Regions from separate parts of the Mus musculus genome. Here all the other regions are linked to region 2. Evidence: chromatin contacts called from public promoter capture Hi-C data. All regions are on one chromosome and are shown on one strand. The core of a region is the stretch at or near the end of the contact, and the rest is flanking DNA. Distances in the headings are between cores, read along the strand shown.

The links. Promoter capture Hi-C pulls out the DNA fragments that hold promoters and counts their contacts. Capture Hi-C pulls out chosen DNA fragments and counts their contacts.
Region 1: a promoter capture Hi-C map of liver shows a contact between it and region 2, with 6 times the contacts expected there. The contact joins the enhancer-like site here to the promoter of Anxa2 in region 2. A contact is called at or near these places in 2 of 39 promoter capture datasets (both in liver), 1 of 484 Hi-C or Micro-C datasets (uterus) and 1 of 115 datasets of contacts at active chromatin or transcription factors (thymic regulatory T cells).
Region 3: a promoter capture Hi-C map of adipose tissue shows a contact between it and region 2. The contact joins the promoter of Ccnb2 here to the promoter of Anxa2 in region 2. A contact is called at or near these places in 1 of 39 promoter capture datasets (hippocampal neurons), 1 of 115 datasets of contacts at active chromatin or transcription factors (pancreatic cancer cells) and 1 of 9 other capture datasets (adipose tissue).

Annotation. Positions count from the first base shown.
Region 1 is chr9:68,824,484-68,828,081 of GRCm38.p6, forward strand. All of the region lies in intron 1 of Rora (RAR-related orphan receptor alpha), which reads left to right. It overlaps Gm31262 (a long non-coding RNA gene), which reads left to right. Exons shown (of 2, transcript XR_379583.4): 1 at 1-3,598. Among named protein-coding and RNA genes, the nearest start is that of Gm31262, 2.9 kb to the left of the region's middle. Within about 2 kb of position 1,583, at least 23 of the 459 cell types and tissues checked have an H3K27ac peak or open chromatin away from gene starts, as enhancers often do. A contact at or near this core is called in liver, where this site is marked.
Region 2 is chr9:69,451,412-69,455,253 of GRCm38.p6, forward strand. Anxa2 (annexin A2) reads left to right here and starts at 2,272. Exons shown (of 13, transcript NM_007585.3): 1 at 2,272-2,328.
Region 3 is chr9:70,418,978-70,422,947 of GRCm38.p6, forward strand. Ccnb2 (cyclin B2) reads right to left here and starts at 2,577. Exons shown (of 9, transcript NM_007630.2): 1 at 2,440-2,577; 2 at 24-152. The coding sequence starts at 2,463.

The sequences.
Region 1 (3,598 bases), core at 333-2,832, 630 kb before region 2:
TATATATATTCACACACACATCCCCATAGAAAATAAAATCAGGCAAAAATAGTTTAAAGAATGTGAATACAGAGCTAGGCAGATATCTCAGCTGGCAAGCTGCTTCCTATGCAAGCACAATAACCCGAGTTCAGTCCTTAAAAATCTACCTGAAAGCCAGACATGGTGATGCACACCTGTAATCCAAGAGGAGGTGTAGACAGGTAGATTTCTGCGATTCACTAATTAGATAGTTTGCCTGGTGAGTTCCAGGCTAATGAGAGACCCTGTCTAAAAGTAAAAGTGGAGGCTTCATGAGGAGTGATTTCCAGAGATCCTGTCTTGTTACACACACACACACTTACCCATATATACACACTCATACACACATACCCAAACACCCATACACACACCCATACACATACCCATACACACACAAACACCCATATACCCGTACCCATACCTATACACACACCCAACACACACATACACCCCCCCCCCACACACACACACCTGACACATAAGCTACTTGACGGTTCCAGCCTAGCACTGGTGTCCATTCTTAATGCGTTCATTTTCTAGCTTCTTATTTTCTCCATTAGTTTTATTTTAAACCTAACTTTTTTTTTTTTTCATTTAAATGAACTGAAAACTAACGGCTCCATGTGGTGGGTTTGTTTCTTCCAAGGAGCAGGGGTTTCCAAGGTGGTGTGTTTAATGAAAATCTACTTCAATAGCAGCAGTTACCTTGAACAAACAGGAACTGCAGCCTCCTGTGAAGGAATCTCACCTGTCAGGAGACATTAATCAGCCTGTGAGGAGTGGAGGCTAGGCGCTGTGGTTAATTATTTAAAACTAGTTTCCTCTGAAAACATTTCTCAGACCATGCTGGCTGCTTTTGTTACGTATGGACATCGGCAGTGACAGTTTGTGCTTTTGCTGAGGTGGTTCTAAAAATACAGGAGAGGAATGTGGGTATATGATCAAAGTTCAGGGGCATTGTGATTTTTCTGCCTGTAGGTTTTGTGGAAAACAGTTGCTTGGAAAATTCAGATGAAGGTGTGTGTGTGTGTGTGTGTGTGTGTGTGTGTGTAGACATGGATCTACATGGATATAAGAGTGTGACCCCTTGGCATGCATTTGTGAAGGGCAGAAGTCAAAGTGAGGTATTTTTCTCAATAGATTTCCACCTTGTGTTTTGGGATGGGGTCTCTCACAGAATTTGAAGCTTATGGATTCAGCTAGACTGGGCAGCCAGTGAGCTCCAGGGATCTGTCTGCTTCCCCTCCCCCTGCCCACCAGCAGTATGGTTATCAACCCATGTCACCATACTTGACAGTTCTATTTGGTTGCTGCCAATCCAAACTCAGGTTCTGATAGTTTTGCAGCAAAGAATGTGACCAATTCAGCCATCTCTAAGGCTTCCAGGTGAACCTTTTGAGACGCCTTGTTCTTTCTGTGGTTGAGTTTATATAGTGGATCTAAACTGGGCCCGGGATCCAAGCTCAACACTGGGAACACCTTGACTAGCCAACCTCTGCAAGGTGTGGCCAGTTTGCTGGCAAGGCAAGCAAGCATGGCCAGTGTGTTTACTTTGGAAGGATTGATTTTCTGCTACACAGGCAAGGTGCTCTGTAAATATTAGCCATGGAAGGAATACCAGTCCTCACACTGGCCCTGGTCACTTAGTAAAGCCCTGCACATTTACCTCATAAACTACTGAGACGAAAGGAGCTCATGAGAACTGACCCTCAAACCACACTGATGTCAAAGTTCCCTAGAGAAAGGGTGGATTCAAACTCCCAGTTCAGAAGCAACTGAAGGAGATGGTCAGGCAGTATTGTTAGCCATTTTACACACTAGACAGTCACTCTACCATTAAAGCATTCACCCTAGCCCTCTGGTTGTCTGTTTTCTGTCTTTGATACTAAGTTGTGCAGGCTGGTCTTGAACTTCAGACCCATCTACCTCAGCCTCTGGAGAAGGTAGGATGACGCAACTGCTTTCGATGTGCCTGGCTGGGTTGTGAGCTCCAAGCCTGACCCTTACCCTTCTCATTGCCCCCCCACCCCGGTCTCCAACTCTCTAAGAGAAGACATCAGATCTGCTTGCTTCTTAGGATGATGCCTGGCGTCTGTGCTAATGCACGTTGCTGTGCATCTGGGAGAACCCTTGTGTGGAAAACAGGAGCTCTTAGCAAAAATCTTCCCTCCGTGCCCTTTTCTCTTCTCAAACATAGCCTGGGCAAGTATAAGAGCGGCCACTGAGGATGAAGATGCTGATGGCCTCTAACCACCGGCCTCTGCAGGTCTCCCTCCCATCTTCATCCTCAGTCTAAATTCTTGAGACAAAGTACAGTTTTCCAATCCTACCCTCCCCCCCCCCAACCAGCAGCTTTGGGATAAAAACGAAATGGGGTCTACTTGATTTTGAAAAGTTTCCATTTAAAGAAAAGGACAGATTCAGCTTTGCTGAAAATGACCGAAATAAAATGTCTCCGACTCTGCTTTTCACAAGGACTGAATTTTTCTAAAGGAAACCATCCCTAAGAAAATGCCACAACACATATATTCCGCTAAAGGAACAATTGCTAAGGGGACAAATGAAGTCTAAGTCGCCTTCATTCTACTGGCAACAAAAATAACTGTCAGCTGTGTTGTCTGTCTGTGGCTCCTTTGCAAAGAAAGAAGAATTTGGTTTTCAGGAGACGTTATGGAAGACTGTGTGTGCATCCCTGGCTTTGAGGCTGACGCTCTGCCTCTTTCTTGGGTCTCTGATTTTTCCTGGGTACCAGGTCCACAGCCAAAGGTGACCAAAACATCATGAGAGTTGTCACTGAATCACGCATGAGTGAACCATCAGAGCCACATGGTGGCTATACAGAGCTGCACATGGCTTTCCCCCTGAGCTTCTTCCACACTGGAGGGGTTACCTGGGCTAGGCCTAATTATATCTGAATGGGTTGGGGTGGGAGAAGAGAATCTAGAGTCTGTAGTCAGCATGAATCACTAGGTCACTATCCAGCCTCACGGGGAGGAGAACCAAAGCCAGATTTTTGTATTAAAAAAAATGTTTTTGCAGCTGACAGCTGTATGTGAACAGTGAGAGTTCTTTGCAGTGAACATCTTAAAATATGGGAATCAAGATTATTGGTTTTGGGTGGAAACCAAGTGGTTTGGAACTACAGGATTGGTTGTTACAAGGGCAAAAGTGGGAGGGGTGGATTTGGCTGAAACTTTGAGCATAGAAAGAACGTAATGATTGTGAAATGAGGAGCCTTTCCCTGCTTAGGGGACTATTTATACAATCCCCTACAGCTTAGGCCCAGAGGCACTTGTAGGACATTAGGGTGATGATGTCCCTTCCATCGCTACAGGGAAGAAGAATGTGGAATGTTGCTTCCGCAATCCTCAAGCCGGCCCCCAGTTATGTGGGTGGGGTAGAGGCTGGAGGCTTTGGCAAACAGCACCACCTTGATTTGCTCTTGTTCTATGGATACCCTGGAGAAAGTCAGTCAAAAAGATTATGGAAGGGCTGGGGAGGTGTCACAGCCAGGAAGGTGCTTGTTTAACAAGTTTGGGGTCCTGAGTTTACACCCTGAGGATTCATGCCAAAAGCC
Region 2 (3,842 bases), core at 1,022-3,521:
TGCCCTGTGTCTGGAAGTTTCTGCGGCTTTGGATCTGCAGGACAGGCCCTGCATGAGGTAGATGTTGGGATGAGCCAACTGAAAGCCCTAGGTCTGGGCTACCTCAGGTAGCACAGTCAGCTTTCACTATAGATTCTGGAGACTGAGCTCTGGTCTTCACGATTTTCAAGGCAGGCACTTTACCTCCTCCCATCCCCCACCCATCTGACCTTTTTGTGGATTTTTATAAACTATCTAGTCAGGGTATTCAGTGTAATACAATCGTTGCTGGCATTGGTTAATTTGATTTCCAAACCATCCCAACTGTGTCTCAAGGAAGAGTCCCCTCAGATTGGCTTTTGATAAAACGTGTATCAGATGAATTTGCAGACAGAACCAATGAGATCCCCCGATGGAATGTGAGATGCTAAGGAGATAGGACAAGAAGAAAGAGCTCGTATTCAGCAGGACATAAATGAGGCCTGGCCACATACAGCTCTCTGTACATTTAGCTTTGCCAGATGTCCACAATAAGTCAAAAATAGTTTTGGATGGTTGGTGGCTTTTTTATGTTTCACATGATGTCAATTCAATGCTACTTCTGACATTGGACCTCCTACCCTCCCTCACACATGCAGGAATGTGGAGCCTGCGGGCCTGGGTGGAGAAATAACCCAGGGAGGCAGGCTACTGCTTGCTGGTAGTGTGTGCCTGTGTCTTATGTTCCAAGATGTTCACCCCCAGTAGTCAGATAAACAAGGTTTCTGTCTTTAAAGCTGCCCACACTGAAGCACTATGAATGTAAATCAGACATTGTATCAAAAGGGATATCTTGTTTTCTGTTTGTCACTCTGCTGGGGCCAACTTCACAGCTACCTGTCTATGTGACAGTGGGCACTGTGCCTATCTCTTCCCCTAACTGTCATCCTTTGGTTCCTAGGAGTGAATTGAGACCGTAGTGGAAAGTATAAACAGATGTTGATATCAGAAGGGACCAGGGCTGGGAAGATAGTGGCCTAAGATCTTGTAGCTTAAGAACCTGAGTTCTGTTCCAAGTTCAGGTAGAAGGCTTTTTGGCCAACCAATCTTGCCTAATTTGTGAGCTCCAGGCCAAAGAGATACCTTGTCTCAAATAACAAGCTGGGCCAAGGTGGGTGCTCTGAAGGGACAGCATCCTAGAGGCTGACAGCGCCTTGCAGGTCATGTGTGATACACGTGACCACGTGTGATACGAGTGAACCACAAGCACACACAACTAGATGGAAGAGAATCGTTAGAACCTAGAGAAAGCAGAGAGGTAGACTCTGCAAGGACGGAGTTGAAAGACCTAGTGTGACTGGGCAGCGGTGGTGGTGTACACTTTTAATTCCAGCACTGGGGAGGCAGAGGCAGGCAGATCTCTGATTCCAGACGAGCCTAGTCTCCAGACAACCAGATCTATACAGAGAAACCCTGCCTTGAAAAACAAAAACAAAACAAAACAAAACAAAACAAAAGAACCAAAACTAGTGTTTAAGGTATTTCCAGCTCTCTTGCTAGCTTGAAGTTTAATGCGGTGTGAACAGTCACCCACAAACACAGTTCACTACTGCGTTGTTTCCTGGAAAAGCAAGCTAGAAAAGAAACAATATGACCCAGAGAAACAGTTTGTCAAGGAATGAGAAGGGGGAAAAACCTTCAATAACCTACAATTAGGAAAAGACCGTAGGACCTGGGGTGTATTGGAGTACTGGGGGAAGGAGGTACCTTCTAGCCTTACCTCTTAGTCTCCCTAGCTGGTTAGAGGCCTCTCCGCTTTGATTTACAAGGCGGAGTAGACTGTGTAAAGCAGGGCCAAGCGAACACCCTCCTCACACTGCTCCAGCTGGTGACCAGAGGTTAAGCTAATATGTTTGCAGACAGTGATGGAGAGCTGGGTGCCAACGGCCCAGTTCAGAGGAATCCAAATATATGCGCCTTGAAACAATTCTACCCTCCATTACCTCGCTGCCTAGAAGCCTTTTAAAAGCAAAAGAAGTGAGTTGGGCAAGCCAAGCAGCTGAAATCTTAATAACCCAGAGCCAGCCTGAGCAGGGCCCTGTACTCTAGGAGTAAGGGGATTTGGGCGGGGGAAATGGGTGGATACTTGTAGGGCCTGGGGAGGCGGTGGAGCTGTCACGTAGGGCAGGACTGGGCTTGGGCTACGTTCCAAGTTGGATGAGTCACCCAGCAGGGTGGGAACAGGCCGGGGAGGGAGGGGATGTGGGGCGGCCTCGCGCTGGGAGGATGGGGCGGGTATAAAAGCCCCACCCAGCCCAGCCGGGCTGCTCCGCTTCAAGGGAGGCTCTCAGCGATACGTGCCCGGCCCAGGTAAGTGGGGCGCGGCCCGGTCGCCCGCTATGGCCTCGGGGTTGCGGTGCTGAACGGGGAGCGGGCAGGCTCCGGCGATGGGGACCCCGGGAGGCACGGAGAGGGACCCACTCCACCCGGTGATCTGCGAGGCCCTGCAACAGAGTTGCAAAGTGTCCCGCAAGTGACCGTGCTCTTTGCATGCCACTCTCCTGAGGGGTCGGGGCGCAGGGGTCGGGGCGTGCTTCCCCTTGAGGTTTCCTCGGAACGGGGAGACCCTTTGTGGGGCGGGGAGCCGAGGGGGCGGCATTCCAGACGTGCTAGATGTCAGGAGGGGGACTGGGTGTGGCCGCTGGGGGAGCCTCCGGCCCAGCAGTGAGAAGTCCCACTTCGCTTTCCGCACTGCGTTCTCTCACTCTGGACCGTAACTTCTGCAATTTCAGGTGAATTTCCTTGCAACTGAGGGACGTGCCTTTGTGGAGTCGGAGCAGGGTACCTGGGGGAGGTCCAGGGGGCACCAGAACCTCAAGTCTTGACTACTGGGTGCCCTTCTTTACAATCTCAACTCAGTCTTCGTCATGAACGCTAGATTGTCTGCTAGGTCAGCGACCTCAGACTTCATTTCTTCTGGGGAGTTTGTGGCTCGCTTAGAATGTGTGCAGAAGGAAGTGTCCCCGGGTGGTTGTAGGGAACGTTGCCTTGACTGTGCTGATGCCACCATGAATCAGTTGATAGGGTCTATAGAAAAGGGCGTGGTTCCTGGGCCTCAGGTTCCAAAGCTGGCGCGGAGGGCTGTGGTTGGAGAAGTTTCTTTATCTATGAAAGTGGTTTCCGAACTCTGCTGTTGATAGCGCCACTCACACTGAGTTATTGAAGGTTTCCGAAAACAAGTTCATTCAAAAATAGCTAAATAAAGCGTACTGAAACAGTGTCATGCAAATGTAAAAGCAAAGCAAAGGCAACAAAATAACTGTTACTTGAGACAGAGCCGTAATCTCAACACTCAGAAGACTGGAGCAGCAAGATCCCTTTTGAATCCGACCTGAGCTACATAGTAAGTGAGATTCCTGTAGGGGGAAAAACCCAACTACCAAAAAAAAAAAAAAAAAAAAAAAAAGAGAGAGAGAGAGAGAGAGAGAGAGAGAGAGAGAGAGAGAGAGAAAAGAAAAAAACCATGAGCTTATGATCACGATCAAGCTTATTGGTAATTGGTAGAGTACCGTAGTAGGTTGAACTTCATTCCCAGAACTTGAAAAAGCTATTCATGTGTGAACTATTATGCCATATTCAACTCCAGCCCTTAAAAGCAACCATAAACTCTTGGAATTCAAGATCCTCAGCCTGAAACACTCAGGAGTATAATTAGGTGGGTCTGCAACTTGGACTCGGGAAGCCACTTCCCTGCCCAACCCCAACAAAGCTATAGAATGTGTTTGGAATCCCAAGCTAGCACCAGAAAAAGATTAATTTGCAGTGTATCCGAGTTCTGGCTAAAGGCAGGGGAGCAGAATGCAAACTGGGGAGGGTGAGGGGTG
Region 3 (3,970 bases), core at 1,327-3,826, 970 kb after region 2:
ACATGCCATCTTGTCCTTGTTACCTTCGCCACCTGAGTGGTTCTGTTTCTAACTTTATTTCCAATTTCTTCTAAAACTGCCCGCCGGATAGTCACATGGCTCTTGGCTTTAGGAATAACTTCTGTGTCAATATTCTTCAAATCACTGGACACCTTAAAACAAAACATACAAAAAGACCACACCGACAACAAGCAAGCAAACAAACAAACAAACAAAAAAAAAAGCCATTAAATACAGAAAAAAATGAAAAACACCTACCTACATAATGTCAAATACTCAAAAGTCAGAGCTACCCTGGTAAGGTGAATATGCTGACATCTATTTTAAAAGGAGAAGGTAGAACTGGAGATGGCTCTCAGCAGTTAAGAGCATTAGCTTCTCCTGGCTTGTCGTGCTGTGGACTGGGTTCAATTCCCAGTATTCACATGGCAGCTTACAAACTGTAGCTCCATTCCAGGGGATCTGACATACTCTTCTGGCCCATGAACGGACTGCACACATGATGTACTCTATTTATGCACTTCAAACAAAAGCTTAATTTGTTTGGTTTTTCAAGACAGGGTTTCTCTATAGCCCTGGCTGTCCTGGAACTCATTCTGGAGACAAGGCTATCCTGGAAGTCGCTCTGGAGACCAGGCTGGCCTCAAACTTGCAGAGTTAGGTTTTGGTTTTTGTCTTTAAATTTAATTATTTTTTATGGGAAAAGGTACATTTAAAGAAATCTAAAAATGCTATTTGAAATATCACTCTCCATTAGGCAAACACCCACTGCCTTACCAATAAAACAAAGATCTTTTTACTGATCTTATAAATTGTTTTGCATATTCAAGCAGTTTTCAAGCGACACCAAAGCCTCCCACCTAAATGATTACTTCTTATAAGTAACCTGCGTCTGCTGTTAAGAGATCCCTGTCGGTTCTCTTAGAAACTTCCATTCACACAGTATAGCTGCAATGATAAAGAGCTTTGATACCAATAGTTAATGATAGCCCAGCTGTTTAAAACTCCATGTTTCAGACTTCACACCAGCTTGGGTTATAACGCCAACCAAAGAATAAGAAATAGCACTTCCAAGGAAAGCCCTTCAGAAACAGCTTCCTATAGCATAGACTCAAATTAAGGACATTCCCAATGACAACAGGATGGGGAAGTCATTTTACCTCTCAAGTATTGGGAGAGTCAGACTTGAATGAAAACGAAAAAAAAAAAAAATAGTGTTACTTGAAATTAATTGCCTTCATCTTGAATACAGTTAAGAAACAAGGCTTGCTATTCATACCCCAAAGTTTACAGTGTGGTACAATAACAAGTATTCCATGAGAAAAAAATATTTAACTTTCTGAGTGTTGGGGGAGGGGGGGAACTAATCCTACAAAACAAACAAAAAAACCTCTCCAAAGGTTGGGGTTTTTTTGTTTTTTTTTAAGATGACCTGTGTAGGATAGACCAGATAAACTGTACCCCATCCCTACACAAGACTTTAACTGTTAAATAATTTGAAAGAACAAATTAGACAAAAATTAACTTGTTAGTGGCAGTTAGAGCTACAAGACATGAACCCTGACTGTATGTTCCTCATTGTTTAGGATTCTGATCCCCAAATCTAAGCTGTTCGGTCTTTACTGCTAGCTTCCCACGGCTAAATTCAAAATGAGTTTGAAAGTTCAATTTCTTATGAGTTAAAGCCTGGTAATGAGGGGTACCCCTGAATTCACTGGGAAGAGGAATTGGAGGCTTTTAACTAGCCAGGACAATGGCAGCAGCTGTGTCGGGGGCCCTCTTGTTTTCAACTAAAGTAGACCGACCCTAGTACAATTAAAGCCTAAAAGTCAGTAATACTTTCATTCTCAAAAAGGTAATTAAAGGAATTTGGCCTTTTGCCCAACTGTCTGCCATCCTAGGATCCAAGTTTTGTACGTTTCCTCTTACACTTGGGTGTTTTTGTTTTTTGTTTTTTGCTTTTTTCGAGACAGGGTTTCTTTGAATAGCCCTGGCTGTCCTGGAACTCACTCTGTAGACCAGGCTGGCCTCGAACTCAGAAATCCGCCTGCCTCTGCCTCCCAAGTGCTGGGATTAAAGGCGTGCACCACCACCGCCCAGCACTTAGGTGGGTATTTGTTTTCATTTTGTTATTTCTGTTTTTTTTTTTTTTTAAGAGGACAAAACCACACTTTAATGACCTTGGCCAGGAAGGCAGTATGAAGACGCGAATGGGAAGCTCACACGAAGCAAACTGAAAAATGTGAAAAGTAGAGAAATGGCACTGGGCGGCTTCCCGGTTCCTCCCGGTCCTCATCCCCAGCGCAGCACAGCCCTGAGTGGTAACAGGAATGAAGACCCCAGGCCGGGCCTCTGGACCGCTTTAGCTCTGCCAGGGCCTCTCCGGCAGCCTCCCGGGCTACCCGGCAGGACAGGGCACCGTAGCCCCGGCGCACTCACCGTCGGGCGTCGGAGCAGCGCCATGAGGGCCGCCCTGGCAAGTGCGGACGAGGCACAGCCACTCCGGTCTGCGACACCGTTGGGAGGGTCAGGGCCCCGCCGCTCCGCGTCCACCGCCCGGTCCGCGATTCAAATACCGCGCCGCTGACGCACTATTGGGTAGACGCACGCAGGGCGCGCGCAACCCATTGGCTAGACTGGAAGGCCTTTCTGCACGTTGATTGGCTGGCTTGTATTTGCTTGTCATAGCAACCAGCGAGGCCACCAGGCTTTGTTGTTTCCTTGTCTACAGTCTTATTTTCAAATTCTAGTCCCTGATATTAAATAAAATAATTTTTCCTCCTACTGGAAAAGATTGTCTTAATTTTAGGGGTAGGAGTGGGGAGCCATCACCTAAGGACATATGTCTTTAAAAGTTTGTTCTGGGTTAGGTAGAAGTGGGTTCCAGAGAACTTCCTGGAAATGCTACTTCTGACCTTACTTCCTCTTCCGGAAACGTCTACCTGGGAATTTGGATTGGAATGGTCTGGCAAATGAAGCCATCGTCTCCAGGTCGTTCAGGGCTACAAGATGATTGTGACTCGGATGTGTACTGTATGTGGTCTTCCTAAAACAGATCCCCAGCAGAGTCATAATTCAAACTAGACGTGATTTGTGTGACTTCCAGCACAATACAGTAGAACTCAGAAACTATTTGTCAAATGACGGTGTGATGTGCACAAGATTTCAAAAGAAAAATAATGAGTATCCCAAGTTGTGAACAGTGAGAGACAAGACAGAAAACAAAAACAAAAACAAAAAACAAAACCAGAATATTACCCTGGGGAAAAGACTAGGTAACAACACAGAAAATGGTGCAGTGCCAGCAGAACGACTTGAGATCAGGCTACCCCATCAGTCTTGTTCAAGTCCCTTCTATTGGGAAATAATAAATGCTCCCTCCCCCTTCGCCCAAATCTGACATTTCCAATCTGAGTCTAAAGGAAGAACCAGTGTTGTCCAACACTCCCACCTGAAAAGACAAGGTGGCAGTACTACCCCTCGACCTAAATTACACATGGATATTGGAAACCAAAGGAGCAGAAATAACTATTTATATCCCATTAAGTTCTCTCAAGTACCTGCTAAAGGAAATGAAAGTTCTGTGGCTGCTGACTCTTGGTCCATCATCCTTACAATCACAGAGGTTACGCATAGCTTTCTCTTTCTTGGGAAGCTTTGGTTTGGATTGGGGAAGAAAATGTGCTCTGCAGTTTGTACTATTAGCACATGCTTGTAATAATTCCAGTTACTTGGGAGGCTAAGGCAGGAGGATTTTTTTTTTTCCTGAGACAGGGTTTCTTTGTATAGCCCTGGCAGTCCTGGAACTCACTCTGTAGACCAGGCTGGCCTTGAACTCAGAAATGGCAGGAGGACCTCTTAAACTCATGATTTCAGCACCAATTTGGCAACTCAGACCTATTCTCTAACTGAACTTTAACTTTAACAAAGCCATTGGCTGTACTTCAGGTTACTGTGGTGAATGGACTTC